6 separate regions of the Mus musculus genome follow, and regions 1, 2, 3, 5 and 6 are each linked to region 4. A link is a contact called in public HiCAR-type, HiChIP or PLAC-seq and promoter capture Hi-C data. All regions are on one chromosome and are shown on one strand. The core of a region is the stretch at or near the end of the contact, and the rest is flanking DNA. Distances in the headings are between cores, read along the strand shown. Region 1 holds the start of Ccdc170 (coiled-coil domain containing 170). Region 2 overlaps Cnksr3 (Cnksr family member 3). Region 3 overlaps Cnksr3 (Cnksr family member 3). Region 4 holds the start of Mtrf1l (mitochondrial translational release factor 1-like). Region 5 overlaps Cnksr3 (Cnksr family member 3). Region 6 overlaps Cnksr3 (Cnksr family member 3).

Evidence for each region. Promoter capture Hi-C pulls out the DNA fragments that hold promoters and counts their contacts. HiCAR-type assays count read pairs that join an accessible place to other places. HiChIP or PLAC-seq counts read pairs in DNA pulled down with a chosen protein or histone mark.
Region 1: a contact with region 4 is called in a promoter capture Hi-C map of hematopoietic stem and progenitor cells. The contact joins the promoter of Ccdc170 here to the promoter of Mtrf1l in region 4. A contact is called at or near these places in 7 of 39 promoter capture datasets (the C10 cell line, hematopoietic stem and progenitor cells, liver and 3 more).
Region 2: a promoter capture Hi-C map of liver shows a contact between it and region 4, with 3 times the contacts expected there. The contact joins the enhancer-like site here to the promoter of Mtrf1l in region 4. A contact is called at or near these places in 6 of 39 promoter capture datasets (the 3T3-L1 cell line, embryonic stem cells, hippocampal neurons and 2 more) and 1 of 484 Hi-C or Micro-C datasets (embryonic fibroblasts).
Region 3: a contact with region 4 is called in a FOXA1 HiChIP or PLAC-seq map of pancreatic cancer cells. The contact joins the enhancer-like site here to the promoter of Mtrf1l in region 4. A contact is called at or near these places in 5 of 39 promoter capture datasets (the 3T3-L1 cell line, embryonic stem cells, hippocampal neurons and 2 more) and 2 of 115 datasets of contacts at active chromatin or transcription factors (large pre-B cells and pancreatic cancer cells).
Region 5: an H3K27ac HiChIP or PLAC-seq map of extraembryonic endoderm stem cells shows a contact between it and region 4, with 7 times the contacts expected there. The contact joins the enhancer-like site here to the promoter of Mtrf1l in region 4. A contact is called at or near these places in 4 of 39 promoter capture datasets (the 3T3-L1 cell line, embryonic stem cells and hippocampal neurons) and 3 of 115 datasets of contacts at active chromatin or transcription factors (embryonic stem cells, extraembryonic endoderm stem cells and pancreatic cancer cells).
Region 6: a contact with region 4 is called in a HiCAR-type map of astrocytes, with 5 times the contacts expected there. The contact joins the enhancer-like site here to the promoter of Mtrf1l in region 4. A contact is called at or near these places in 2 of 39 promoter capture datasets (liver and pre-B cells) and 4 of 115 datasets of contacts at active chromatin or transcription factors (astrocytes, forebrain, large pre-B cells and 1 more).

The regions. Positions count from the first base shown.
Region 1 is chr10:4,480,955-4,485,581 of GRCm38.p6, reverse strand. It overlaps Ccdc170 (coiled-coil domain containing 170), which reads right to left and starts at 3,067. Exons shown (of 11, transcript NM_001370992.1): 1 at 2,954-3,067. The coding sequence starts at 3,019. Gm22739 (a small nuclear RNA gene) reads right to left here and starts at 1,348; the gene lies at 1,189-1,348.
Region 2 is chr10:7,134,052-7,138,100 of GRCm38.p6, reverse strand. Cnksr3 (Cnksr family member 3) reads left to right here. Exons shown (of 13, transcript NM_172546.2): 8 at 2,985-3,053; 9 at 3,433-3,579. Among named protein-coding and RNA genes, the nearest start is that of Cnksr3, 76 kb to the left of the region's middle. Within about 2 kb of position 2,135, at least 9 of the 459 cell types and tissues checked have an H3K27ac peak or open chromatin away from gene starts, as enhancers often do.
Region 3 is chr10:7,117,280-7,121,682 of GRCm38.p6, reverse strand. It overlaps Cnksr3 (Cnksr family member 3), which reads left to right. Exons shown (of 13, transcript NM_172546.2): 13 at 1,097-2,621. The coding sequence ends at 1,395. Among named protein-coding and RNA genes, the nearest start is that of Cnksr3, 93 kb to the left of the region's middle. Within about 2 kb of position 3,087, at least 140 of the 459 cell types and tissues checked have an H3K27ac peak or open chromatin away from gene starts, as enhancers often do. A contact at or near this core is called in pancreatic cancer cells and second pharyngeal arch cranial neural crest, where this site is marked.
Region 4 is chr10:5,822,282-5,826,523 of GRCm38.p6, reverse strand. It overlaps Mtrf1l (mitochondrial translational release factor 1-like), which reads left to right and starts at 2,581. Exons shown (of 7, transcript NM_175374.3): 1 at 2,581-2,998. The coding sequence starts at 2,761. It overlaps Rgs17 (regulator of G-protein signaling 17), which reads left to right. Exons shown (of 5, transcript NM_019958.4): 5 at 1-861.
Region 5 is chr10:7,186,862-7,191,169 of GRCm38.p6, reverse strand. All of the region lies in intron 1 of Cnksr3 (Cnksr family member 3), which reads left to right. Among named protein-coding and RNA genes, the nearest start is that of Cnksr3, 23 kb to the left of the region's middle. Within about 2 kb of position 1,694, at least 79 of the 459 cell types and tissues checked have an H3K27ac peak or open chromatin away from gene starts, as enhancers often do. A contact at or near this core is called in extraembryonic endoderm stem cells and pancreatic cancer cells, where this site is marked.
Region 6 is chr10:7,157,345-7,161,294 of GRCm38.p6, reverse strand. Cnksr3 (Cnksr family member 3) reads left to right here. Exons shown (of 13, transcript NM_172546.2): 2 at 488-651. Among named protein-coding and RNA genes, the nearest start is that of Cnksr3, 53 kb to the left of the region's middle. Within about 2 kb of position 2,109, at least 171 of the 459 cell types and tissues checked have an H3K27ac peak or open chromatin away from gene starts, as enhancers often do. A contact at or near this core is called in astrocytes, forebrain, liver and 2 more, where this site is marked.

The DNA of each region.
Region 1 (4,627 bases), core at 1,818-4,317, 1.3 Mb after region 4:
CATCTTCTAACCTCGTGAAGTTCTTTCGATGACTTGACTTTGGTAAATTCAACTGAGAAAAGCTTAGCGTAAAATCTCCCTCCTGACCAGACACCAAGGAAGAGGCAGCCTTTTACAAGGTCCTGGTTCCTTTGACCATGAACTCAAACCCTCCAGGAAAAGCTCTTAGGAACTCCTCCCTTTTTCTAGCTCCAGTCTCACCACTAGGTCCTCAAAAAAGCGATTTTTGCGGTGGTGGCCGAGTTACCAGTTGAAATAATGGGGACAGAACAGTAGGAGCACTGGTGGGTAATTTTAATCAGTATCCTAGCAGACACTTGGTCTCCTGTTGATGACACTCGATGGCAGAAACATGTCACTGGGGCAGGCTTTGAGAATTTATAGCCTGGCCTCCCTTGCAGCTTCCTCTTTCTGCTTTCTGCCTGTGTTTGAAGACGTGGTCTCTCTGCTTCCCGCTCCAGCTGCCTGCTGCGGTGCTTCCCCTACAATATGGACTCTCTCTCTGGAACCGAAAGCCCAAGTAAACTCTTCCTTCCATACGCCCTTTTTGGTCATGATATTTACCACAGCAACAAAGGTAACTGATATGCCATATTTCTGATGAGAACACTTTACGTTCAAATATTCTGGAAAAGTAGAGTGGTTTGCTTACACCCTGCTTTTATTCCAAACCTGGTGTCTTAGGCCCCTGGGTATCTATCTATGCCATCAGAGAGATGCCTACAATCCACGTTCTGGGTTTTAATCCAGTTTTTCAGCGCAGCATAGCAGGAAAAGTATAAAACTTCAGAAGACAATTATGCCTTATTTGCCTCTTTCGTCAACTGAGCAACCCAACTGTATAACTTGAACCATCCTTATTATCTACCTAAGATCACCTCAGACGAAATGTTTTTTTTACAACACAAATTCTAATGGTAATAGATGCTGGCTTTTCTGTTTCTATCCTTCTCAAATAAAATCTTTATTCCAAGCCAGCTCAAATATCAAATATGGCAGAAATTGTCCTTTATATAGGTAGAGGCTTAGCCTAAAAAATAATTTCACAATTATTATGATTATTTATTAAACAAATATCCTATGGGTATGAATGTTTTGCAAGATGTCTTAGTTAGGGTTTCTTTTGCCCTGAAGAGATACCAGGACCATGGCAACTCTTTTTTCTTTTTTTTTCTTTTTTTTTCCCCCCAGAGGAAAGCTCGAACTCAGTCCCCCACTACCACAAATTATGCAGTAGAGTTTCCTGCGTCTGGGGAAATCCCATAGCACATCTGGAGTGCAATGAATAAGCCTCGCCCTGGGAAAACCACCTTCGTGATCATGGTATCTCCCCGGCCATGGCAACTCTTTTAAAGGAAAATATTTAGTTGGGCCTGGCTTTAGAAGTAATTCATTCTCATCAAGGCAGGCAGCCTGCAGGCAGACATGGTGTTGGAGAAGGAGCTGAAAGTTCCACATCTGGATCAACAGGCAACAGGAGACTGTGAGCCACTGGATCAACAGGCAACAGGAGACTGTGAGCCACAGTGGGCGTGGCTTGAGCACAGGTGGCCTCAAAGCCTGCTACCACAGTGACACTTTCAGCAAGGCCACATCTATTCCAACAACTCCCTGTGAGCCAAGTTTCAAACCCAGGAGTCTAGTGGGGTGGGGCATTCCTATTCAAACCACCAGGTATATTGCACTTTGGTGAGTTCCCTTATTCTTCCAAGAATATATTTGGAGGCAGGGTCTGTGATTTACCTTGAATGGGTTCGTTAAAGATATGCAAATGACGCCAGGCTTGGTGGTGCATGTCTTTAATCCCAGCACTCGGGAGACAGAGGCAGGCAGATTTCTGAGTTCGAGGCCAGCCTGGTCTACAAAGTGAGTTCCAGGACAGGGAGGGATATACAGAGAAACCCTGTCTCGAAAACAAAACAAAACAAAACAAAACAAAACAAAAAGATATGCAAATGACAATCACATGCTTATATATGACCCAGCCATCTTAATTCACAGAGAATAGAGACTACATTAGGATAAAATATAAAATTATCAGGGAATGAAACTAGTTTGTTTGTTTGTTTGTTTTTGGTTTTTCCAGACAGGGTTTCTCTGTACAGCCCTGGCTGTCCTGGAACTCACTCTGTAGACCAGGCTGGCCTTGAACTCAGAAATCTGCCTGCCTCTGCCTCCCGAGTGCTGGGAGTAAAGGCGTGTGCCACCACTCCCGGCATAAAACTAGTTTTATTTACATATCACTGTACTTACTGGTTTCCCACAAATAAGTGAAGAAGCAGAGAAACGTAGAAGTGTAGGGAGGGGATAGCCAAATGTGCTGAAAAACTGAATTCTCATAGAATGTTGGAGAATCCAACCTGCGTTTTAAAACTAATTTTGTTAAGAAGATACATATGGTGGATATGCCCTGAGACCCTTCCCAGGTTAGAGGGGCAGTACGTGTACACACACACACACACACACACACACACACACACACACACACAGGGGTAAGAGGTTGAGGGGAAGGGTTCGAGGATCCCTGAAGAAGACTCCAGACAGGTCCAGAACTTGCCTACTTCTGTGTGACACCTGTAAGTCCCCCAATGCCAAGTATGGTGTAGGAGTAATTAAGCACGCTTGCTGTTTGGGAACGATAAGCAGTCTACAGGCCTTGAGAGGCCCAGGGCTAATCCTGCCACCTCTAAATTAGAAAGACACTGCTCTAAATCGAAAATTAAGTTCAGTGGAGCAATCCCTTTGTTCCCTGGGGATAGGGCGGAGGAGGAACCGCAGGAGAGGCTACTCTGTGGAATTTAGCCAATCTTAGTGGTCAGAGTGGCACCACCTCAAGGCCTGCCATTTCTGACCACTGCCCCTGTGGGAACTGAGCTGCTCCAATCCCACCCAGGACACTGTGCAAACAGAAGATGCCCGCGCCCCTCCCAGGCAGCAGCTGCGGGAACTCTACCTCTGGAGGTGAGGAGTTGCAGGGACATTCCGGACTCCCGGAGCCCAAGGAGCTGCTGTGGCTCATGCTGGCTGGGTCGGGAGATGCTGCTGGGACCCAAGATGCAGGAGCACTGTGAGCGCACAGATTTCCGGGCATGGGTGCGTCTCCTGGAGCAACAAGTAAACAGAACTGGAGGCGGTGCCTGTTGCCTGCACTAGCCAGTGGCCAAAGCCTCCTCTGAGACCCGCAGGCCACAAGGCAATTATCCCTTAGAGGCAAGTCCTCCTAGCTACCAAGGACTCTTAGGGAGAAAGATCGCTCTTAAGGGGGAAGGAACACACTACCACTGTAAATGCAAACAGCAGGTTTTAGACGGTGCTGGAGACTGAATCCAGGGCCTCAGGTATGTTAGGCAAGCACTCAAACAACGGAGCCACAGGTTCATCCAATCTTAGCTTTTTGTTTGTTTGTTTGTTTGCTTGCTTGCTTGCTTGCTTGCTTGCTTGCTTGCTTGCTTTGCACAAGAGTGTGCATGCACTTTGTACCCGAATCTGCAAAGCATGTGGCCTGCCCTGGTGAGTGAACGTTCTTTTCTCATCTCGCCTTCTCAACAAGTCCACCTAGAAGCACAGATGTGGCAATGCCTTGCTGGGTAACCCCGTGGCTTCTTGCGACATCGACATCCTCGTAGGTGGGTGGCCTTTCACCAACAGTTACAAGTGGTCCCCCAGAGATTTGGAAGTGAATATTAGAATAATCCATTTTCCAAATAAGCCAATGGTCACAGTGGGATAAAGCAAAAGCCAAGGACACACAGCTGCCAAATGGAGGAGTGAAGATATCCCACAACAGAAAACCAAGTTGGGCGGAGGAGTTTGCCTTAGTAAGAGAAACTAAAATTGTTCCCCCGCAGTCACATTGCTTGAAAGCCCTGGGGACATTTGTAATGCTGGAAACTTACAGGAAATCAGGACTGAGGCTGCCTTTCTTAGATTCCATCCATCCATTCTAGAAGCATCCATTGCTGGCTCTCCGGGTTGCATGACCTTGACAGTGGTTTCTTTGTTTGTTTTTTAACTTTTTGAGGGTTTTGTACAAGTATATATTTTATGCTTAGCATAACTCCTCTCCTAGTACACCCCACTATCTTTTCTGTCCCCCATGAGGCCCCTTTGCCCTGTAGACAGTTTCTTCTACTTCTATATCACACATATATACATGATTTACACACACACACACACACATGTAATCTAGCAACTACAAATGAGAGAAAATGTGTCCTTCTGGAGCTGGCTTAATTCACTTGTTGTAATTATCTTCAGTTGCATCCATTTTTCTGCATTTTTCATTAAAACTGAAAAAAAATCCATATGTGTGTTTGTGTGTGTGTAAATAGATATATATGCCACACATTCTTTATCAGCCCTCTGTTATTGAATACCTAATAATTTAAACCCTGTGACTAGTTCTGCAAACACAGCTGTGCTGTCTTAATTGACACATTAGAGCCATGCTTATTTATGGGGTGCCGTACACGACCTCACAGTGCCTTGTAGTGCTGCAGTAATATAGCCATGTATCCAGTCTAAGCTCACATCAGGACTTTCGTTTGAAGCTCCATTAGTTTGTAAATTTTCTTGGTAGAAACTATGCTTTTGTGGAAACTCCTGTTCACAGTGGGATTCTGAGAAC
Region 2 (4,049 bases), core at 886-3,385, 1.3 Mb before region 4:
ATGTCAAGTTTTTGTGTCTTTGTTTTCTTTCCTTATTATTTATTTATTTTGCCTTCACTCTTGTGCTAATTATTCCTCTTGCACCATAGAGGTGCGAATCCAAAAGTATAAAAATAATGTTCTCTCTGTTGTTGTGAGTCACTCACAGAAGAACTGGGGTTAGTGGGAATATGTAGTGCGTGCAGTGCGTGTCAGGTATGTTTCTGTACATGCTTGTGTGTGCACTCTCATGTGTATGGGTATGATTTGTGTGGAGGAGAGACACCCACACCGAGTGTTTTCCTCAGGTGCTCACCAGCACCTTATGCCTTGAGAGCAGATGTTTCCTTGAGCCTGGAGAGCACTGATTGGCTGGCCAGCAAGGCCCAGGATTTCTCCTCTTTCTGCCTCCATAGCTCTAGGGTTATAGGAGCATGCCACTGTGCCTAGCTTTTTAACCTGGGTGCTGGAGATCTGAAGTTAGGTCTCAGGTGTGCATAGCAAGCACTTTGCCCACCGAACCATCTCCCCAACCCGGGGCTTCCTCATTATCCTCTCAAACAGTGTGAGTTTGAAAAAAGCAGAGCTAGGTGACGATTTTTCTTGCAACCTGAACTATGGGTAGCTTTTGCATGACATTGGCATGACGCAAGGAGCATCTCACCAACTTTCCTGTGCTTGCAGAAAAGAAGCTTGTATCTGATCAAGGAGAAATTTGTCAGTAAACCCCCCCCCCCCATCTGCTCAGAGTGGTGAAAGTCTTGTAATTTGGTGGTTATGTTGTCCAGCTTGACCAGACCTTGGCAGTTCCAGACTCTCCCAGGTCTTCTTGAAGCCATATGACTCTTTGATAAATGTGTAGTGTGCTGGCGTGATGCTGCCGGAAGGCCTGGGTTGCTCTCGTCTTCTGTCCTTTTTGTTTGAAGAGTTGGATGGGAGACTAAACAGTGCTGCCTTTGAATAAGATTGCATGTCCATAAACAAGGACTCCTAGGCCATCTCTTATAAAATGATGCCCCAAATGAACCCTCAGTTCATCAAGGTTAAGATGATGGTGCTGATGAGTTAGATGTATTTATTTCCTCTGCAGATTACTACCAGAACCATAAACCTGGGTGGCAGACCTATGGTTTCTTTGCATATAGGCTGCTCTGGTGTTCTCATCCAGAACTGAAAAGAAACCACCTTAGAACAGAAGTGGCCATAATCAAGTTAAAGATTAAGAAAAGTAGGAAAAAAATGCTCATTTAATTCAATTTGGCAGCCCATTTAGACATTACCTATTCCTTTAGTTTTCACCACGCAGTTACTGAGGACCTGGAACTACTAGACCCCGGGCTGAGTCATGTAGCTGAGAAACAGTTACAATCTTATTTCTCAAGGGTGCGCTCAGGGTGCTCTACAGTGATCCATGGGTAGCTCCAGGCCAGCTCTTCAAGTGTCAGTGGAGTTAATTCTGACTTCCCTTAGAGGCTTTGGATAAAGGTGAGCAGTGGTGGTCAGAGATCACCCACTGCTTCTCTACTTAAGCTTGCTCCCAGCCTGCACTCCAGGTTGACAGAAAGCCAGCAGGTTCTTCTTAGCAGAGCCCTGCATTTTCTTAGATGCATGATGATGGTGCTGATGAGCATGTCCGCGGGGTCAGGCCTAACTTCAGGAGTCCACACACAGGTGCAGGAAGGAACACTCATTGTTTTAAAAGCAACTGAAGAGGAAGAGGCTCTGGGTTGGTGTCGTCCTCCCTGTGTTGAGCTGGATGCTATTCTTGGGGGAGGCTTTGCCTGTTCTTATGGCAACATACGAGATGCTTTTTAAAAAATACCCAGCATAGTTTTCTGAGCTTTCACCTGATGAGCCAAAGACAGCATTTCTGCAGTTTAACACCGCCTGCTAATTTCTTGTTGAGCCTGTCGCAGCAGCCAAGTGAGAAAAATCCAGCAAGTGTGTTTGAGTCTGGTTGCCTGGCCTCATGTTCAAAGGTGCTATTTTGCCCTCAGGTAACTGTAAACTGAAGTTTCACCCACTCATATACGTTACAAAATTAATTATAGTGACCTAGATAATGTTTAATTAGAAACCAGAGATTTATCTTTTCTGCTTCACTGTGTGAAATGTATTAAACAGAAAGTTTTCATTCACTCAGTGAACAAGAATGTTCTTGGCACCATGTTTGGCTTACATCCTTTTATGGACTTTTTGTTGTTTTTAAGCAATAGCTTTCAGAAAGTACTAGACATACTTTTAAAAATGTGCATGTGTCTTGCCTGCATGTATGTCTGTGTGAAGGCGCCAGTTTCTTTGGAACTAGAGTTGCAGACAGTTGTGGGATACCATGTGGGACTTGAACCTAGGTCCTCTGGAAGAGCACCCAGTGTTCCTAACTGCAGAAACATCTCTCCAGCCCCACATATGATGCATATTGTGTGTGTGTATAGGATGTGTATGTTCATGTGCATATTTACCAGTGTGATTGTGGATGTATGTGTGTATATTCCTGTAGGTGTGCATATGCCACCGTGTGTGTGTGTGTGTGTGTGTGTGTTGGTCTGTTAACTTCTTATTTGAGTAGCATCATAGTGATATGTAAAACAAGATAGAAATAAGATTTGTGTTTGTAAGAATTACAGTGATCCTTACAAGTTTAACAGTTTACCTACTTTTGCAAGGTGAATGCTGACGGGGAGATGTATAAGGTTTCCCGGCTGTTTATTTATTATTTATAGGTGAACTCATGCCTTTTATCAGCTAACTACTTCAACAGTGTACCCATACATGTTATATTTTAGACAAAGTTGGGTGTTAATGGAGAGGCTATCCACTGTAGCCAACATCATAATAGATTATACAAGATTCATACTCTAAGGCCCATGGACTACTTTAAAACATAGTTTTTATTTTATCTTGAGGAAGCTTTATTTCCGTTGCTGGTTCTTATACAGAAGAAAGAGCTAAAGGCTGAAAGAGAGGGCTAAACACCTAAGCCAGGTCTCTTTGTTTCTATGCAGTCTCCTGCAGACAGATCTCAAAAGATTCACGCTGGCGATGAGGTCATTCAAGTCAATCGGCAGACAGTGGTGAGTTCATTTATTGGGGTATGATTGAAAGTTGAATGATTTCCCTTCAGAAAATTTAATTACCTTAACATTTAAAATTTTGTGTATGTGTGTGTGTGTGTGTGTACATATGTGCTGGAACAGGGTATCATATCCTAGACCTGTCATGATAGGCAACTGTGAATCACTCAATATGCAAGAGCAGGTAATGCTCTTAATGGCTGATCCATCTCTACAACCTCTATATTAAGAAATTACAATGTGTACCCTGTATTTCCACTGTTTGAAGCAGTCAGCGCTAAACTGAACACACTTGCATTTACCCATTTGCTCATAACTTGAGTTTCCTCAACATAAGTTCACTGGCTCATGACCACGCCTCTCTCCTCCTTTTCCCAAGGTTGGGTGGCAGTTGAAAAATCTGGTGAGAAAGTTGAGAGAGAACCCCACGGGCGTGGTGCTGCTGCTGAAGAAGAGGCCCACGGGCTCCTTCAGCTTCACTCCGGCCCCACTGAAGAACCTGCGGTGGAAGCCACCGCTCGTGCAGGTAACTGTGACATCAGAGACCTTCCTCTAGAGTAGACTGTGGCACAGCTCTTTAAAAGAGGGATTCAAGTTTGAAGGTGATTGGTTTCAGGAGCTGGTTTGCCAGTCATTACTGTTCCAATCCTGCTTGCATGAAAACGTAAACTCCAGGTCTTTGCTGAACTGTGTAGTAGCCACTTGGCATATGTGACTCTTTAAGTAATTAAAAGGTCAGTTCAGTTCCCCCATCTCACCATGGCACAGGTGGAAGGCTCGCCTTCTGTCTTGTCACTTATTTAAAGCAAAGTTCTGTGCCTTTTCCTGGGGAGTGTTCGTTTGTCCCAGGTAGGGCATCCGTGGCCAACCATCCAAGTCTAGCTGACAGTCAGTTTATTGGGGCTACTTATGGGAGCATGGTGACTCAGAGGCTGCTCTGTCACCGAAAAGCCCACCCCAGCACGAGTGACAACTCACCAAAGCTGAGTCCTTAGC
Region 3 (4,403 bases), core at 1,838-4,337, 1.3 Mb before region 4:
AAGTGTGTATATATGTATGTATGTGTCTGATGTGTGCATGTGTGTGGTGTCTGTGTGTGGTGTGTGAGAGTGCATGCATGCTTGTGTGTGTTTGTGTTTTTTGTTTGTGGTGTGTGAGAGTGTGTGTGCTTGTGTGTGTGATGTTTGTGTGTGAGTGTGTGCTGTATGCATGCTTGTGCATTTGTGTGTGTTGTATGAGTGTGTGTGTGTGTGTGTGTGTGTGTGTGTGTGTAAATACATAGGTGCCAGAATGGTTGTTGAGACTAGAGGGCAACTTCGAGGAGTTGGTTTTTTAATTCCACCACGTGGGTTTCAGGAATTGAACTTGATAGTAAGTGTCCACACACACTGAACCATTTCACAAGCTTATATTTTCTTTTAAAGGACAGTTCTTAAAATGGGTTTTCAGCTTGATACCCCAAAGCCTTTGATGGGGAGGTCAGTGTACCTTGAGAACATCTCAAGGTACTTCATCACCCCAGGGAACAGTGTGTGGCTTCATTTTGTGGATTGTCTAATAACCAGGGAGGCTCTGTCTGTAGCTACAAACAGATGCTCATCTTTTTCAAGTCTTTGTTTTGCCTTATCCCTTGCTATGGGCTACTTAGGTTACACGTTGGTGAAGAATTTGTCTATGTTCTTCCTGTGTCCTGAGGATTAACTCAAAAGGGCGAGCATAACTAACCCAGAAGAGAAAGAAGAGTTAAGACAGTACAGCACTCAAGTTGTGGGGCGGCCCTTGCTCGATGCTTCGATGCTTCGAGCCATGTTTACAGTAAGAGCGAGTGGGTATGGCCTGCAGAGGACCACCCATTGTGAGAAGTGTCTTCTAGTCAGGCCTCACTTCCCAAAGGCTCTCAGCACAGTGCAGCCACTGAGGATACACAGTCAGTACATAAGTTGGCAGTGGAGACGTGTTGGCATTTCTCATCGAACCATCATAACGCTGATGGCAAACCCCTGTGGTTCTCTTTGGAGGGCCAAGCCCTTCATAGGTCTTTGCAGGGCAGAGAGCTGGGTATGCATGTGTTTGGTGGCAGTGTGGTGTTAGATCTGGGGGTTCTTGTCCTGATAGTTTGTCTTTGCTTGAAAACAGGGGAAGATGCCCTCTGCCGGTACTTCAGCAATGAGCGGATCACACCCATCACTGAAGAAAGTGCCTCTCCTATGTACCGGTTCTCTAGACCCCTGACTGAGCGGCACCTGGTCCGAGGTGCGGACTACATCCGAGGGAGCAGGTGCTACATCAACTCCGACCTACACAGCAGTGCCACCATTCCATTCCAGGAGGAAGGTTCCAAGAAGAAATCAGCCTCCTCATCGGCCAAGGCGTCCTCTGGGGAGCCGTCGCTGCTGGTCAGCTGGCTGACTCGCCTCAAGCTGTTGACTCACTGAGGTGGCTGCTCCACCAGCTTCCTGCCTGTCTCCTGCTAGCAAGTGCCTTCTTCCTCAGTGGACAGCTTCTTTAGACTCCTTCCACAGTGCTCCGTGGCAACTTTACTTCATTCCATTTTTTTTAAGGTTGTATACTGTTGTTCCTGGAGTGTTCAAGTCAACCAGAGGGCATCAAATCCAGTGGATCTTAGGTGCCATCTGTGGAGGCAGAAGGAAGGACAGACATGGCACAGCCTGCCTAGTTCTGCCGTCCCACTGTGGGAACATGGAGACATGCTCTTTAAAGTGTGGTGTTGGTCAGACAACTTAATGTCAGGAATTGGCAAAATTGTTCACTTTTGTTTTCTTGGACAGCGGGGACTGAAATTGATGGGTTTTGTCGCATAGATAAAACCCATAGTCAGTTTGTGGTCCAACTTCTGCATCTGAAAAAGCCAAAGGAGAAAAGCCTTTGCTTTGATTTTTAAAGCTATAGAACATATTTATAAGTATGGCAGCGTCCGCCACAGAATGATGTGTGTGAGGCTCTTTGTAGCAGGGCTTTCTTTACCTACAGATCAGCTGTTACCCGCGCCCAGCCACCCCCCCACCCCCCTTTCAGTAACAGCCTCCATGTAGGTGAGCCAATACACAAATTCACGAGCACGCTTTGATGGAACTTAGCATATGCAAAGAAGTGTGTGCTTTTTGTGAATGGTGTTGCAGTTGTATATGGGAAAGGAGCTATAAGATTTGCTGACAGCCAAAGTGTATTGTTCAGGAAGCAGAAGCAACCAGAGTTAGAGTTATGAGGCATTGGTCAGTTTGCAGTGTTGATCTGTTTGATGTCTGTGTTCGAGGGGGGGGGGGGGAAACCTACAGTCCTTCCCAGGTGTACACATTTTTGCTAATTAGAAATATCTTGGAAAGCCTCATCGTCACTGATTTTCAACTAGGATCAGGTATTTTGAAAATGTGTGTCTGCATATTAACTCTTGTTTAAAACTGAATGTACAATATTTTGCTAGAGTGGAAAAAGCCCTATCTTGTTAATTTAAGTGTTTTAAATAGAGTTGTATATTTTTCTTACTCTTAGTCACACATAATTGAAATGTTTCTGTTTTGTGTCATATGTGAAACCCAAGGAAAAAGAGTATTCAACGTGGTTTCAGATTTACAAGTGACCCACTCCTGGCCGTTGGCAGTGTGGGCACTTATATTAAAGACGGAAATAAATTCTTCCAAGCATTTGGGATTTTATGAATTTGTGGTAGAGGAGCGAAAGAAACAAACGTAAATGACACTACAGAAAAGAAATGTTCCAAGGTATTCCTAGGCAGAGCTGAAGCCCAGCGTCCACATACTTCACCACTGGGATTGTCCAGTGACCTGCCTGAAGTGCAGTGCGCAGGATGACTGGAGTTAGTAAGGCCTCCCCTCCCCCCATCTTAAATGCCTCTGTGGCAGTGTTAAGGGGCACAGTAGCCACCTCTGCCAGTGTCATTGTTTTTACACTTACAACAACATATTCCCAGCAGTGTCTGGGGCACTTCAAGAAACTAATCTGTTGGCTGGGGGTGGGGGGTGGGAGGGCAGCCCCCACAAACAGGATTGAAGAGGCTTCTGTGGTGATTCATTCAGTATATAGCGCATGCCTGTGAGCAGAGTACAGGAAAGGGCAAGGAAGGAGCTGTGTTCCAGGAGCGTTGGCCCCTGCCAGTTTCCTGTTGACCTGGGCTCTGTGCCCAGACACGATGCTTGCTTTGACTCTCTGGTCTGGAAGATGGTTACAGTCCCATTGCTTAATGGTGTGCAGAGCTTCGGACAGCATGGTTAGTGTGATGGGCACTTTTCTCTGCAGATGTCTCTTCTAAATTGAAGGAGCGTCCTAAGAATGGATTCTCAGAACTCAGACTTAACTCTTGTCTGCAGCGCTCAACTCAAATTATTACACCAGATGGTGCCTCCCTCCCACACTCTTCCTGGAAGCTCTGGGGGAAGTCCAGGGAAAGTTCTGGCTTCCTCTACAGCCTCCACAATGTCTCTTTTCTTTGTATTTTCGTCTGAGGTTTTTACCTGAATTATGTTTAAAAACTCTATCGCTGCTAAAGGATTTTGTAAAACTCTGCTTTTGAAATATATAGCAACAGCTAATAGTAGTTCCTCAAAATGGGGAGATATCTTGGTATATAAAGAGCTTGCTGAACAAGGAAAGCGCCAGAGTTTGGATCCCTCCGATCCCTGCAGGTGTGGTAACTCTACACCTCCTGCACTCCCAGGCTGTCAAGATGAGGGATCCCAGGAGCAGGCTGGTCGGCTAGACTGGCTGGAGTCTGCAAGTTCTGGGTCAGTGAAAGATCAGCTTTCAGTATGTACGATGGAAGGGCAGCCAAGGAAGGAACTCGGTGTCTGTGCGCACAGGTCTGCACATGCATGTGTGCGCACAGGAACTTCCTGGTGACTTCCTAGTCCTGTCCAACCTGACCCTACCCCATCACCCCCCATACACACTTTTGTTGTTGTTGTTGTTGTTTGTTTTTTGAGACATGGTTTCTCTATATAGCTCTGGCTGTTCTGGAACTCATTCTGTAGACCAGGCTGGTCTTGAACTCAGAAATCCGCCTGCCTCTGCCTCCCAAGTGCTGGGATTAAAGGTGTGCGCCACCACTGCCTGGCTTCATCCCCCCCCCCCTCCCCTTTAAAGAAATGTTTTTCACTTAAACATTTTTAAATTCTATTTTATTTTGTGTTACTTTAAACATCTTAAAGATTTATATGTTTAATTATGTTCTCCTTCCCCAAGTCCTTCTAGATCTTCTACCCACTCCCTACCTACCCAACTTTAAGTTCTTTCTCAAGGAACAACAACAACAAAAATACAAAAACAAAAGCTCCAAACAAAAAAAACAAAAACACAATCATAAACCAAAAAAAGAAAATCAATAACAAATGAACCCAACCCACCACACTGTAGTCAAATAAAAGTGTCCACACACACACACCAAAACCTGTAGAGTCCACTGTATGTT
Region 4 (4,242 bases), core at 1,332-3,831:
GCACACATGCTGGATTTGAAGATTTTAGCAAGAGGTTATTTATTACTCGTGTTTAATGCCTTCCTATATACCATCCCCTGAGCAATGTATACAATGCTGAAGTATAGAAAATTTGATGTTGTTCCTCAAGCTTTAACCCGTTTGTCATAGTGTTTCTTGTGTGTGTTTTTAAAGAGTTTGCAAAATACTAAAAAAAAGTATTTTAATGAATTTGATTCTGTGAAATACATCATTTTGAACATGTATAATTTCTTACTTTCATGCTCATTCTATTTAGTGATCTATTTCCATATTTTGTATTCTATCAATATATTTATTAGTGGACCACAAAAAGGTTCCGAGTACATGAATATAAGAGTAGCCCTGCTTGGCTATTTTATAATACCAAAATACCTGTGGGTACTCATAGTTGAATAGATACTCCAGATTCTTTTCCTTGCAGCTCAAGTTTGTCTGGGTTTTTCTTCCATTGAACAGATTTCATCATTTCCCTATGTACAATAGTAGACTTCCTGAAAGTGCTACAGTTTTTACCATGTAATAGACTTGAGCATGACAATACTGTAAGAAAATACAGAAGTCTCTAAATATGTCTGAGTTTTCAAAGGAAATCAAATAATAGGTGTTTTCATTTGACTATATTGTGGCATTTATGGGTATTACTGTAAAATGCATATGCATTACCTGATTTTCTTAACATGTTTTGAACTAATAAAGAATTCTCCCATGTATCCTTAGACAAGTTATTGTTTGCTTATTGGTGTAATGCTTATCTGAGTATAACAACTTCTGGGTGGAGTCTTCACATTGTTATGTAACATTAGAGTACCTTTTTATAAGAAATAAAATATGTTCTTGAAATTGCTGGTGTCTTAAAAGTGCAGTGGAGGGATTTCTCACACTAAAATCAAAGTACCTCACCATTTATTTCAAAATGAGTTTAGGGTTAGAAATAACTTTTCCTGGTAGAGATAGAAAACACACCACAATTCTTTTCTATACTCGGGTCAGAATCAAAACAAAACGGGTCTCAACCTCTATCTTATAGCTAAACATTTGCATATCGTGTCACCTGGGTGCCAAAAGGGAAGGGACATTTGAGGCGCTGGAGCTCCTTGCTATCACTTGAAGAGCCGCTTCATTTCTTCATGCCAGTGCCCTTGTATGTGATGCTAAGGATTGATTAGATAGGATGCAAAATTCATTTTATATAATCTTGAAATTAGTAATTTTGATTAGTGTTAATGGTAAGAGTACCCATTTGATTCTAAACAGAGAACAGTTTGATCAGCAGTGAACCACCATGGTCCAAAAAACAGCTAGTAATCCAGTAGAATTCGCAAGTAGACTAAGCTTCAAATTCTGCATCCTCAGGAGTGGCTTGTCTGGTTTATTCACATCCTGTTACCCACTTCTCTGGTAGGCAGTGGTTAAGTCTTTTGAATTGCAAATACATAAGTTAGTAGTCAGGAGGGTGGATGTCCACTAGAGGGAGGCCTTTGATTTTTCTCTCTTTCTTTTTTTAATTGCAGGGCTGCAGACAGCCTTGAGCAAGGTAAGCAAGTACTCCCCGAGAGTTACAACTTCAGAGCAGAATGAGGAAAGTTTTAAAATGCTTCATTGTGTTGTAGTTTGTTAGTTTTAACTTGGATATGGAGGAGGAGGGAGCAACAGCAAGAAAGTGAGAGAGCAATGGAGAGTCGGATTGAGTGAATCAGAATGTGAGGCAGGAAACGGAGAAACCTAGTGCTTGGTGTGGTGGGTGACGATAGGAAAACAGATTTTGTAGCGTCCCTGGGAGGTTTAGTAGGATATGCCTGTCCTTGAAAGGAACCTATGTCAGATGACCACCCTATAATTAAGCCTTAGAGACTGGAGATAGATGACTTCTGTGGCTGTGGACTCTGTGCCTGCTGGTCGCTTGACTATCCTTAAGTCTCACAGCCTTGAGAAGCAAACCTTCACCTTCAGACTGCAGACACCTGCTGTTCACTCCAGCCTGGCTCGCTGGGGAACAGGTCTTGGGGAGCAGCCAAACTCGGCCTGAGGGCGGAGTCGAGGCTTCAGAGTTGGTCTGGAGGTGAGGCTTCTGAGTTCAGCCTGTAGGCGGAACTAGGTGGAGCTCCACCCTGAGAGACGAGGCGGAGGAAGCGCTTCCTCCAGGAGCCGACCCGAGAAGGCGGGACTGAGGCGTTAAAGCTCCTTCCCTAGAGAACAGGGCTGAGGAGGCGGAGCCGCGCTTTTGGAGTTTCCTTTGGAGGGCGGGGCCGAGGAAGCGGAGCTGAGGCATTGGAGCTCTTCCCTAGAGGCCGGTCTGAGGAGGTGAAGTTCTGTCTCAAGGCGGGGCTGAGGCATTGGAGGCACTCGCTATCTCAAGGTCACGCCTAGGCAGCAGAGCTCGCCCACTAGAAGTGGGAGTCAGGCGTGGGTGGTTTCCACGCCCCCGTGGAGGCGGGGCTGAGACGGTGGAGCTCCGCCCTGAGGGGGGCGGGCTGAGGCCCCAGACCTGTCCCATTTGGAGGAGGAGCTGAGAATCCGGAGCCCCTCCCCTGGGGTAGGGCGGAGACTTCGGCGCTCGGGTTGGAGGCGGGGCAAACGCGTCCAGACCTCCCTGCCCGCTTGCCTTTTGACTTTAGAGGACCTCCAGGCTGTACTACGCTTTGCCGGAAGTTCTCGTAACATTTCCGGCAGAACATTTCTGGATCGGAGACCTTCCTAGAGTGTTTGTATATTTTCTGCTAGGTGGGCGGCCCAGCCAGGATGCGGAGCGGGTTTCTGAGCGGTGCCCGGCGCCTGTGGGCCCGCCGCGCCTTCAGCCGCACGCCGCCGCCTTCCGAGGAGCTCCTCGCCCGCGGCGGGCCCCTGCGGGCCTTCCTGGAGCGCCGCGTGGGCTCGGAGGCCGGTGGTCTGGACGCTGGGTACCCCCAGCTGGCCGCGGCCGCCCGACTGCTGAGCGAGAAGGAGCGGGAGCTGCGGGACACGGAGTCATTGCTGCACGGTAAGCCACCCGCTCTAGTGGGTTCGGAAGCCATCTGCGTTCCAGATCTTGTCACTAGGGTTCTGACAATCCTCCATTGGGCTCTCTAGAGCAGTCCCTGGACAAGGTGCTCTGCCAAGTTAGTCCTCTGAAGTCACTAAGGTTCTCGGTTGCTTCCTCTCCCCTCCTGGTGTAAGACCCCCGAAGCTAGGCCTCCGCTCAAGTCCCGGGATGAGCTGGCCAGCACCCCAGTGACCCGAGAGAAAACCACACCTGATGCAAACTGCAAGAGGTTTTATTATCAGCTAGCTGAGGACGGTGCCGGGCAGGGGAGTTCGACCCCAAGCAGTGGCAGTAGGGGGCTTTTAACAGCTAGCTGAGGAATTGGGAGGAGTTGGGAGGAGAGTTGGGAAGAGTTGGGAGGAGTTGGGAAGAGAGTTCTTCTCTTTTCTGTGTCCTTGGTGAAATTTACAAGGCAGGAGTGGGTAGTGAGTTCTTTCTGAATTTTTATCTCCGTGTCCTCAGCACAGGAAGGCAGGCATCTCTGGTTGTAAAGTATAGAAACAAAAAGGCTTTTTGCTGGCTATAGAGAACAAAGAGCTTCTTTCTGGCTGTATTTTTAGAGATCAGGGAAAGCAAGCTTGGGGAACGTCCAGGGGCTTTCTTTACCTTCCAGGGAGAAATGCTCTGTAAGTTGGGGTCTCACACTGGCAGCTCAGCTGCACAGGAAAGACTCGCTAGTCCCAGCAGAGGAACTAAAGCCGCAGGTGAGTGTATGGCATTGGCACACTGCAGTGCAAGAGGAGCGATGCACTGTATGGTTAGAACTCGAGACCTGGAAATTCATGTTTCCCTCGAGATTCCAAAGTGTCTGCGTTCCTAAAGCCTCCAGAGACGTCTGCCGAGTAGAACACACTTGGGAACTTAAGGCTTGATTCAGAGACCCTGCCTCGAAGAAAGTGGGAAGAGGGATTGAGGTTGGTTACTGAGATCAACCTCTTGGCTCCACGTTCACGAGTGCTCACACATCTGCAAGCTTGAGTACTCTCATATGCACGAAAATGGAAACAGATAAGGAGTAAGGACTTTTAATTTCAATATAAAAAGCAGTGCTGAAAAGCAGAAAGTAGCTTTACAATGGATCGCTAAAGTCAAGGAAGAGGTGGTTAGGTGGGATCGGAGAAAGGGCTAGGAGGCAGAAGTGACCAACATGGATGAAGGTACAGCTTGAGAAGTCCTGTATGGTGGAAGTGTAGAATAGGTAT
Region 5 (4,308 bases), core at 445-2,944, 1.4 Mb before region 4:
TACATATTGGCATTTTAAAATTAACTTGGTAATATTTGGTTCTGCCCTGAAAATTCTGTCTCTGAAAATTATGGTCCTGTGAATCAAAGAAGAGAGGAACATTTTCGCTAAGCATCATTACAAAGGAGGGAGCCATAGACACACCCCTAGGCAGCCTTAGAGACTCAGGGGGACATGGGAGTGCTGTAACAGGGGGTTTGTGGAAGTGGTAGGAGGCGGGAAGCAGACCTTCCTAATGATCTGATTGCCACTGGAGCTCCTTAGAAGGTTTGTGGCTCTGTAGATAATGATCATTCCTGGTGGAAATTGTGTAGCTACAATGTTTTAGAAGCCAATAAGCCTCTCTTAATTTTCTTGTAACAACAGATTACCTTATGTGGGCCTCCATTCTATTTCCTTACAGACTCCCAGAGTTAGAGAGTGGCTCAGTGTGGCAGGGGGCGCTCAGCTAGGCACACCCATATTCTGCTTGATTAACTTGATTATTTATTTATTTCTTATTTTTTTATTGTCCAGTTGAGACTCGCTTTCACCTCCAATGTCGACAGTCTTGTCTTTGGTTCTTGAGATGGTTCAGGATGGTCTCAGGCGATCAATCAACTCAAGGCCTGCCAGGTGAAAACCTTTGGCTTGCTCGGCTGCTGCCTAAGGTTAGCCCTGGAAGTCTCAGAGCAAGAGTGGGGATTGTGTACAGGTAGAGCTTGTCACTGTTGCTGGGGTGGAGGATACATCAGAGGACTGTGGTTAATTACCTGCTATAGAGGCGTAGTTAAGCTATATTCCGGAGAGAAAATACATTACCTAATTCACCCCGGTCTCTCTGTCTGTTCGTCTCCTTCCCTCTGCTCAGTCTTCCTCCTGTTTCTTAACCCCATCCCGGTCTCTCTGTCTGTCCGTCTCCTTCCCTCTGCTCAGTCTTCCTCCTGTTTCTTACCCCCATCCCGGTCTCTCTGTCTGTCTGTCTCCTTCCCTCTGCTCAGTCTTCCTCCTGTTTCTTACCCCCACCCCGCCTTCTCTGTGGCTGCTGCAGTATTGCACAGTGGTTATGTGCCGGGTGTGCCAATTTGGCATAGTAGCTGCAGACATTCTTGTCCTTACTCATTGTCCCCATATTCTTGTCCTTACTGTCCCCATCTGTATGTGGCACGCCACTCAGGCCGCACAGTGCTTTAAGTTGGACTCATGGGGTCACTGTGGCTTGTGCTGAGTGTCGAGTGAGGCACTCAAAGGGCTTCTTAGTATGCTGCATCTCTGTCCTGGCAGAGCCAGCTCACTCTTTCAACCGGACAGCGTCGGTTTCACAGTGAACAAGGATACCCTACCCTTCATGGATAGTAAGTCATATCTCAGAGAGCAATGGGAGAGAGAATATCAGGTCATATTGACTTCCTGCTGTGTGCTGAGCCACTGAGAAGGGAGGCCAAGCCTACCTCTTAGCATCCTCAAGGAGAAGGGGGGAACGGTCAGTGACTTCTTAAATGCCTTCTCTCAGTTCTTCCATGAATGTCCTGAGACTTGACGGCTGCCTCTCTTGGTGGGCAACGCACTGAACGCCCTCAACAGCAGAGGGGAGGTAGGCACTTCAGGTGCCCTGCAAGGCCATATTTTCTGGCTTTATCTGAGTCAGTACCCAAGACTCACCCACTTCCTGCTTCACCAAGGCTCTTGATAACCGGTGCTTGTGACAGCAGCATTTGGGTGCGTCCATTGTGTGACAGTGGCATTTGGGTGTGTCTATTGTGTAGTATGCACAACGCTGAGTAATGGCCCTGAAAGAGCAACCTCACATGGAAGATGTTCACCCTCGACAAACTCAAGTAAGGAAGCCAGCCAACAAGTCATTTCGTAAGAGCAGCGCCTATAAGCCCTGTGGGAATGGCTGCCAGCAGAGAATGCCAGTGGCCACTGCACCTCAATTACCAGAGTCACATCCCTCCCTTCCCAAGTCACAGAACCTTGCCAGCTTTTCAAAGGACTGTTTATGCAAAAGGGAGTTGCCTTGTTCTTACCAGCATCCCTCCTGGTGTCAGAGGCACCAGCCTCGGGGAAGGGGAGAGTTTCAGGGCTAGGTGAGTGTAAGAGTGAGTGAGTACTGAACTGACAGAAATAACCCAAGCTTGCAAGATACAGTGCCCAGGCTTGGGGTTTACTCTGGGAAGCTTGAGGTTCCGTGAAGAGCTTAAATGTAGCCCCGTTTGCCTGTCCACAGCAGACTTAGATGTTCTGTAAGGCATCTTTGATTGAAGTGGTGGCCTCCAGAGCAGGATTTCAGCTATGATTTCCCATAGAGTGGGAAACATCTCAACAGCCATCTCCCCACAACCCCCCACTTTTCTCGCTCTGTGTGTGTGTGTGTGATGTATGCATGTATGTGAGTGAGATCATGAAGGACAAAGAAGGTCCAGTTAGTGGAGGCACATTGGTATCAGGGAGTGCTAGGATTTAAGTCTTTTTTAAGTCTCTGAACTGTAAGCCTACCTGTTAGGAAGACTGGGTTTTTCTTGACTTTGGGAAATGTAAGAAAGGGTACTTTTTCTGTGGCTGGAAGTCCAGCCCTGTCATCTCCCCACCACTATGATTTTGAGAAGTGATGGATGCCTAAATCATCCACCCCAAATGCTGTCTTATAGCTGGGCAGTGGTGGCTAATGCCTTTAATCCCAGCACTTGGGAGGCAGAGGCAGGTGGATTTCTGAGTTCGAGGTCAGCCTGGTCTACAGAGTGAGTTCCAGAACAGCCAGGGCTACACAGAGACACCCTGTCTCGAAAAACAAAAAACAAACAAAACAAAAAAGTGAATACATTGTTGCATTTTACAGTACAAAGGGACTGTTACCCTAGGGGTTACATGACCAGATGGAGCGGTGGACCTGAGATTAGGACCACCCCATGTTCAGGATATTTCTCACTGGGTCATTCCCCATTTCCCAACTGTGTTCGTTGCTCTCCCTGTCCCTTGGCCCTAACCCCTGTAAAGTCCTTCCCACAGAAGCATTTGTGCGGGAGGGAGGGACTTCCTGTCCTTCAGCCAAGATGCCTGGGCGGTTAAAGGTGTGGATGCAGCCTTGCATACTTAGCTTCTGGGAGCAGAAAGAACCACCTTGAAATTTCCATGGCCTTGGAGGAAACAGGATGAAGGATAGGAAACAGCTGCCAGGGGCGCTGAGGCAGAGGTGCAGCCTCACATAGCGCTCAGCAACCAGGGATGTCAATTGGAAGGCCTCTGATTAAACGGTCGGTCTGGAGCTGTGGAATGTGATTTGTTTTCAGATGTTGGCCCCTCCCTGCCTTTGTTCTTCAGTTGCCTGTAGACTTTATTCCTACTTTTTAAATGATCAGAAGTGCTTTCTTTAAAAATTAAAAAAAATAACAATAACATTGTTTTGTGTGTGTGTGTGTGTGTGTGTGTGTGTGTGCACCTTTGCATGCATGTGGGAGTCACCTGACATCTTCTCAGGCCTCAATTGTCTGCTTCCACCATGTGGGGCCCAGGAATTGAGTTCAAGTCCCCAGGTATAGCAGCATTTGCTTTTGCCTGCTAAACCATCTTGTATACCCATGGGTTCTTTCTTGTAAAAACAACATAGCTGCAGATAGGCTGGAAAAGACAGCCCCCTTCCCTCCCTGCTAATCCCCATCTGAGAACAAGCCGCCCAGACATCCCTGTGCCCACTCCCACTCACCCATGCATCACTGTTGTCCTTTGTAGAAACAGATTGATGTGTAGCTTGCATCTGACCCTGGGCTACTTTTATGCTGCACTCTGTCTTAAAGCTCTCCCCGTCACCATATTTAGATGAACCTAAATCATTTTAGAGTATCTAATTAACTTTATCCATAATTTGGATGTCTGTGTGGCGATCTAGATGCCTCTCTGAAGCAGGTGGGGGCCCACCTCATGCGCACAGGGGACTCGATGTTTTATGGCAGGCTGGCTGGCACCTGGCAGAGACTCTTGGGTCAGTTTGACAAGGGGGAACAGACCTTCTGCAAGAGATTGAGCCTCATGCCAGTTCTGCCCAAAATGTCCACTGATTTGTATGCCAGGTTATTATGTGAAAGGTGGCTTGAGGGCCATCCTTGAGATCTGCGTGGAGCATTGGGAATGTAGGGAATTGTTCTCCCCAAGACTGCTTCATACAACTCCTTAAAGAGAGATTGCTCAAGGGGGTTGGGGATGGCTCGGTGATGACGTGCTTGTCTAGCAGGATTTAAGTCTGATCCAGCACCTACACACAATGGCATGGCAGCAGATTCTTGTAAAACAGCACTAGGGAGGGAGAGACACTGGTATCCCTGGGGCCTGGTG
Region 6 (3,950 bases), core at 860-3,359, 1.3 Mb before region 4:
TAAGGTCCCGTGACCTCTAACTGGGCTCCGTCTTCTCGTATTTGCATATCATATATCAAGGAAGATCATGATTGGCTTTGCCTAAGTCACGTGATTGTCTCCAACTCTGGCACTGGAGCATTGTTGCCGGGCTGGCTGTGTATCAGTCACAGTTGCAAGCACCTTGATTGGTAGGCCTACTGGGAGAGGAGTGCTGTCCCCAGAGAAGGGTTGCTTAGCAAACAGATAGCATGCATTTAATACAGATATCAACGGTTCAAATCCTCGGGGGTTGGTGTTTATCCCTTTAGTTGACAGGAAATGCGAAGTGTCTGTCAGAAAGCCATGCTGCACTGGATCCATTTGAGAGTTTGCAGTGCCCACCGGGAAGGGGTCCTTCAGGTGGGACACGTGTCCAACGATTGCTAAGACTGATTTAGGTGTGGGCAATGCTTGGGGCGCTGTGACACCGTGACAGTAATGGGCTTTCCACGGTTTATTTTCCTAGGGTTGGATGACTGCCTGCAGCCATATGTGCACAAGTTTGAGCGGGAGAAGATAGACGGGGAGCAGTTGCTGAAAATCTCCCACCAGGATCTCGAGGAACTGGGGGTCACACGGATCGGCCACCAAGAGCTGGTGTTGGAGGCTGTGGATCTTCTCTGTGCACTGGTTAGTCCGGTAGAAGGTCAGCCCGTCCTCACGTTCTTAGGAGGATGGAAAGAAGTATCAGCGGACCATCAGAGAAGACAAGGCAGCTTCTAGAACGGAGGCTGGCAATTCATAAGCCGTGAGCTTAGTCTGGCACACTTGTATGCGTGCATGCGTGCATGCATATGTTTGTGTGAGTGCTCGTTTACATGTTAAATGCACATGCATGTGTGTATGTCTGTGTGGAGGATGAAGGACAATTTAGAGCTTTACCCATGGAAACGCTGTCCACCTTTGAGATAGTCTTTCATTGGCTCCAGCTCACCAGTTAGAGTAGAATATCTGACTAGTAAGCCCCAGGGGTCCTTCTGTTCCCACCTCTCCAACCCCTGGAGTTCAACTCTGTGGCCTTGAGCCTAGCTTTTATCTGTGTGCTGGGCATTGATCTTAGGGCTCATGTTTACAAGGCAAGTATTTTACCAACTGTCTGAGCCATCTTCCCTTTCTTTTCCATCTGAGTGAATGAAGGAATTTAAAAATTAGCATACAAGGTATTAGATAACATGATGTTTTTAAATAAAGCGTATTTTAGTAGATTCTCCCCTTCCCTCTCTCCCCCACCCTTGTCTTCCGTTCTCACCCTTCTTCCCTCAGACTCTTTCCCTCCTTGTTGGCACATTTATCTTTTTTGTTTACCCCACTCTCCCTCTGCACCTTTCTTTACCCTCTCTGGTCATATTTCTAGCCTCTTAGCCTTTATCCACATTTACACCCACTCACATAAACACCACACCCCCATTTGCTAATAAAGTTTTATTAGACTCAGTGTGCACAGTTGTGGATGTATTTACTATCCGAGGCTGCCTTTGTGCTGCGAGGACAGAATGGAGTCTCTAACAGAGACCACATGCCCCTCCAAAACCCAGAGTGTTTATTGTCTCATGTACAGAAAAGTGTTGTCTGTTACCAAAAAACCCCCACGTGTCTGTGTTAGGCTTATTTTCCATCTTTTATAAAGCACAGAATGATGGAGACAGCTGTTAATGGGGATGCCATTTTCAAAGTCGAAATGAAAAATGCTATATGTCCACGTCTGTTTCTGTGACTATAAAAAGCACTGTGAGTTTCACAGATACTCTGTTTAAACAACTGGTGTTTGTGCTCGACATGATCAACCAAAGAAATGGCAGCTAGATGGGCAGGAATGTGAACTTTGCTCCAGAGTTTCGCTGTAGAGGGCAGGTGTGTGAACTCTGCCCAAGTCCTGTATGGCTACACCTGTGCTTCCTAAGGAATTCATTCAGATGTGGCATAAAAACACCCATAAAGGTACTTGTTTACAAACTGGCTGGCATGGGTGGGACTCAGGTCTCTTGTCATGGTGCCACGCTTAGGAAACTGTTCACTTAACTGTCGGGGTTGGCACCCCTCCCCCTCCCCCTTTCCAGCATTCAGGCTGGTTTAGTAATGCTCTGAAGCTGAGCCAAGGGGATATACAATTACATCACCCAGAATGGTGGGAATGAGTGTGTGGGGATGCTGCCACTGCTGGTCTGCATTCCATCGATTATATAATACTTGCTGCGTTGCGAGTATTCTTTTTCTTAAAATGGACAGAGCCTTGTCTTCTGCTCTGAGACGCGCAGCTCTTGTTTAGGAGAGTAATGGGGAAATTATTTGTGGTTGATAAATGAGCTGTCACAAGGGAGACACAGTGGACAAGAGGTCTGCGTGCTGGCCGGGAAGGCAGGATTTTTGTATCCTAATCTTGGCTCTGCTCCAGGCTACTCCTTCTGCGACTCCTGGGGGAATATGGTGTCTGTTCCCCTCATCTGTACACTAACTGTCACCGTAGATGTGGCCACGCACTCGTGGGTGTTCTGCATGGCTGGGATATGCCCCGGCATCCTGTTTATTATTAAACTGTCTGCTCTTCAGAGCCAAACATGCTTGAGTTTACTTCTGTCACACTTTCCGGGAAACACAGCCTTGTAGTCTTTTCTGCTGGAATGCCCTGTGCTGTTGCGTCTGTCTTTTTGGTTGTGGTATACTTTGAGGACTAGAAAACTGCTTTGAAATTTGTAGCATGAAGACGAGGAGAACAGGTCAGCTTCCAGCAGTTATGTGTCTCAGGAGGAGGAGGAGAAATAGCAGAGGCCCCGTGGACAGTCTCTCTAAGCTTTTCTTTTTGCTTCCTCTTAAAGCGTTGCACTAAAATGAACAAAGCTGGACCCATGCCAGAACCTAAAGCTGTGTTGTATCTCCTACAATTTCCTACTAATTTCCTCTATAGACCATGCTGTGACCTCAGTCTCACCAGGGACCTACCCTGAACAGCAGTGCACCTTGACTGCCTTGCTGGGGGATGAGGGGTCGCACCCCTCCTCCAGAGTCTGCAAGTGAATGTTTTTCTGAGAGAGTCTAACACTTTATTAAATATCTTCAGTCTTCATATAATCTTCAGTAAAATACTGTTGTAACACAGCATCATTTTAGTGTTTATTTAATCTGCTGCCATGCAGATCATGGGGTGTTTACCTGAGAGTGTTTTACATTGAATAATTCATTTGCAGGTCAGTTACTGTGCAGCTGTAGTTGGCCCTGGTGCTTTAAAGAGGTTTCTAGGTAAACTAGTTTTAGTGGCTGTTGATTTTTTTTTTTTTTTTTTTTTTTGATGGACAGGAAGTAAGCAGAAGTTGGATTAAGAAAAGATGTAGGGGTAAGAAATCATTGGAAAGTTTTAGAGCAATGATAAAAGTGGATAGAATAGAGAATAACCTAAACCAGAGAGAAGGAGTCTCCAAACTCATCAATTATAGCTAGAGGGTAAGAAGGGATACCATCCCAAGTTCAAGTGCCCCCCTCCACCACTCAGGGGCAGAGGGTGACTGACATACACCATAGCTGCCCTGTTCTCTTGAGAAGGCTTTTGCCTCATCTGGCTGCTTATGTGAGGACTAACTAATTAAATAAAAGTTGGCTCTCCGTTACGCTAGCTTTATCACAAGTATTCAGTAGCTGTGGGTGCCAGTGGCCACCATATTGGAACACAAGACCGCAGACAGTTCTGTTGGACAGCATTGGTGGGAAACATTCACGGGCAGTGAGAAATGTCATGGACACCCAGGCTCTTTACCAAGTGGGTGAAGCTCTGGTTTTCTGAAGATAAAAAGGTGGAAGACAGAGGTGTTGTGAACAGGGTTGTGCCAGTGTTGAATGATGCCATCCTAGATTTGTAACAGGGGAATGGCTGTGTGGACCACCATAGCATATCTGCATTGTGCTCCCCCTCAGGCCGCTCATTGATCATCATTTACCTA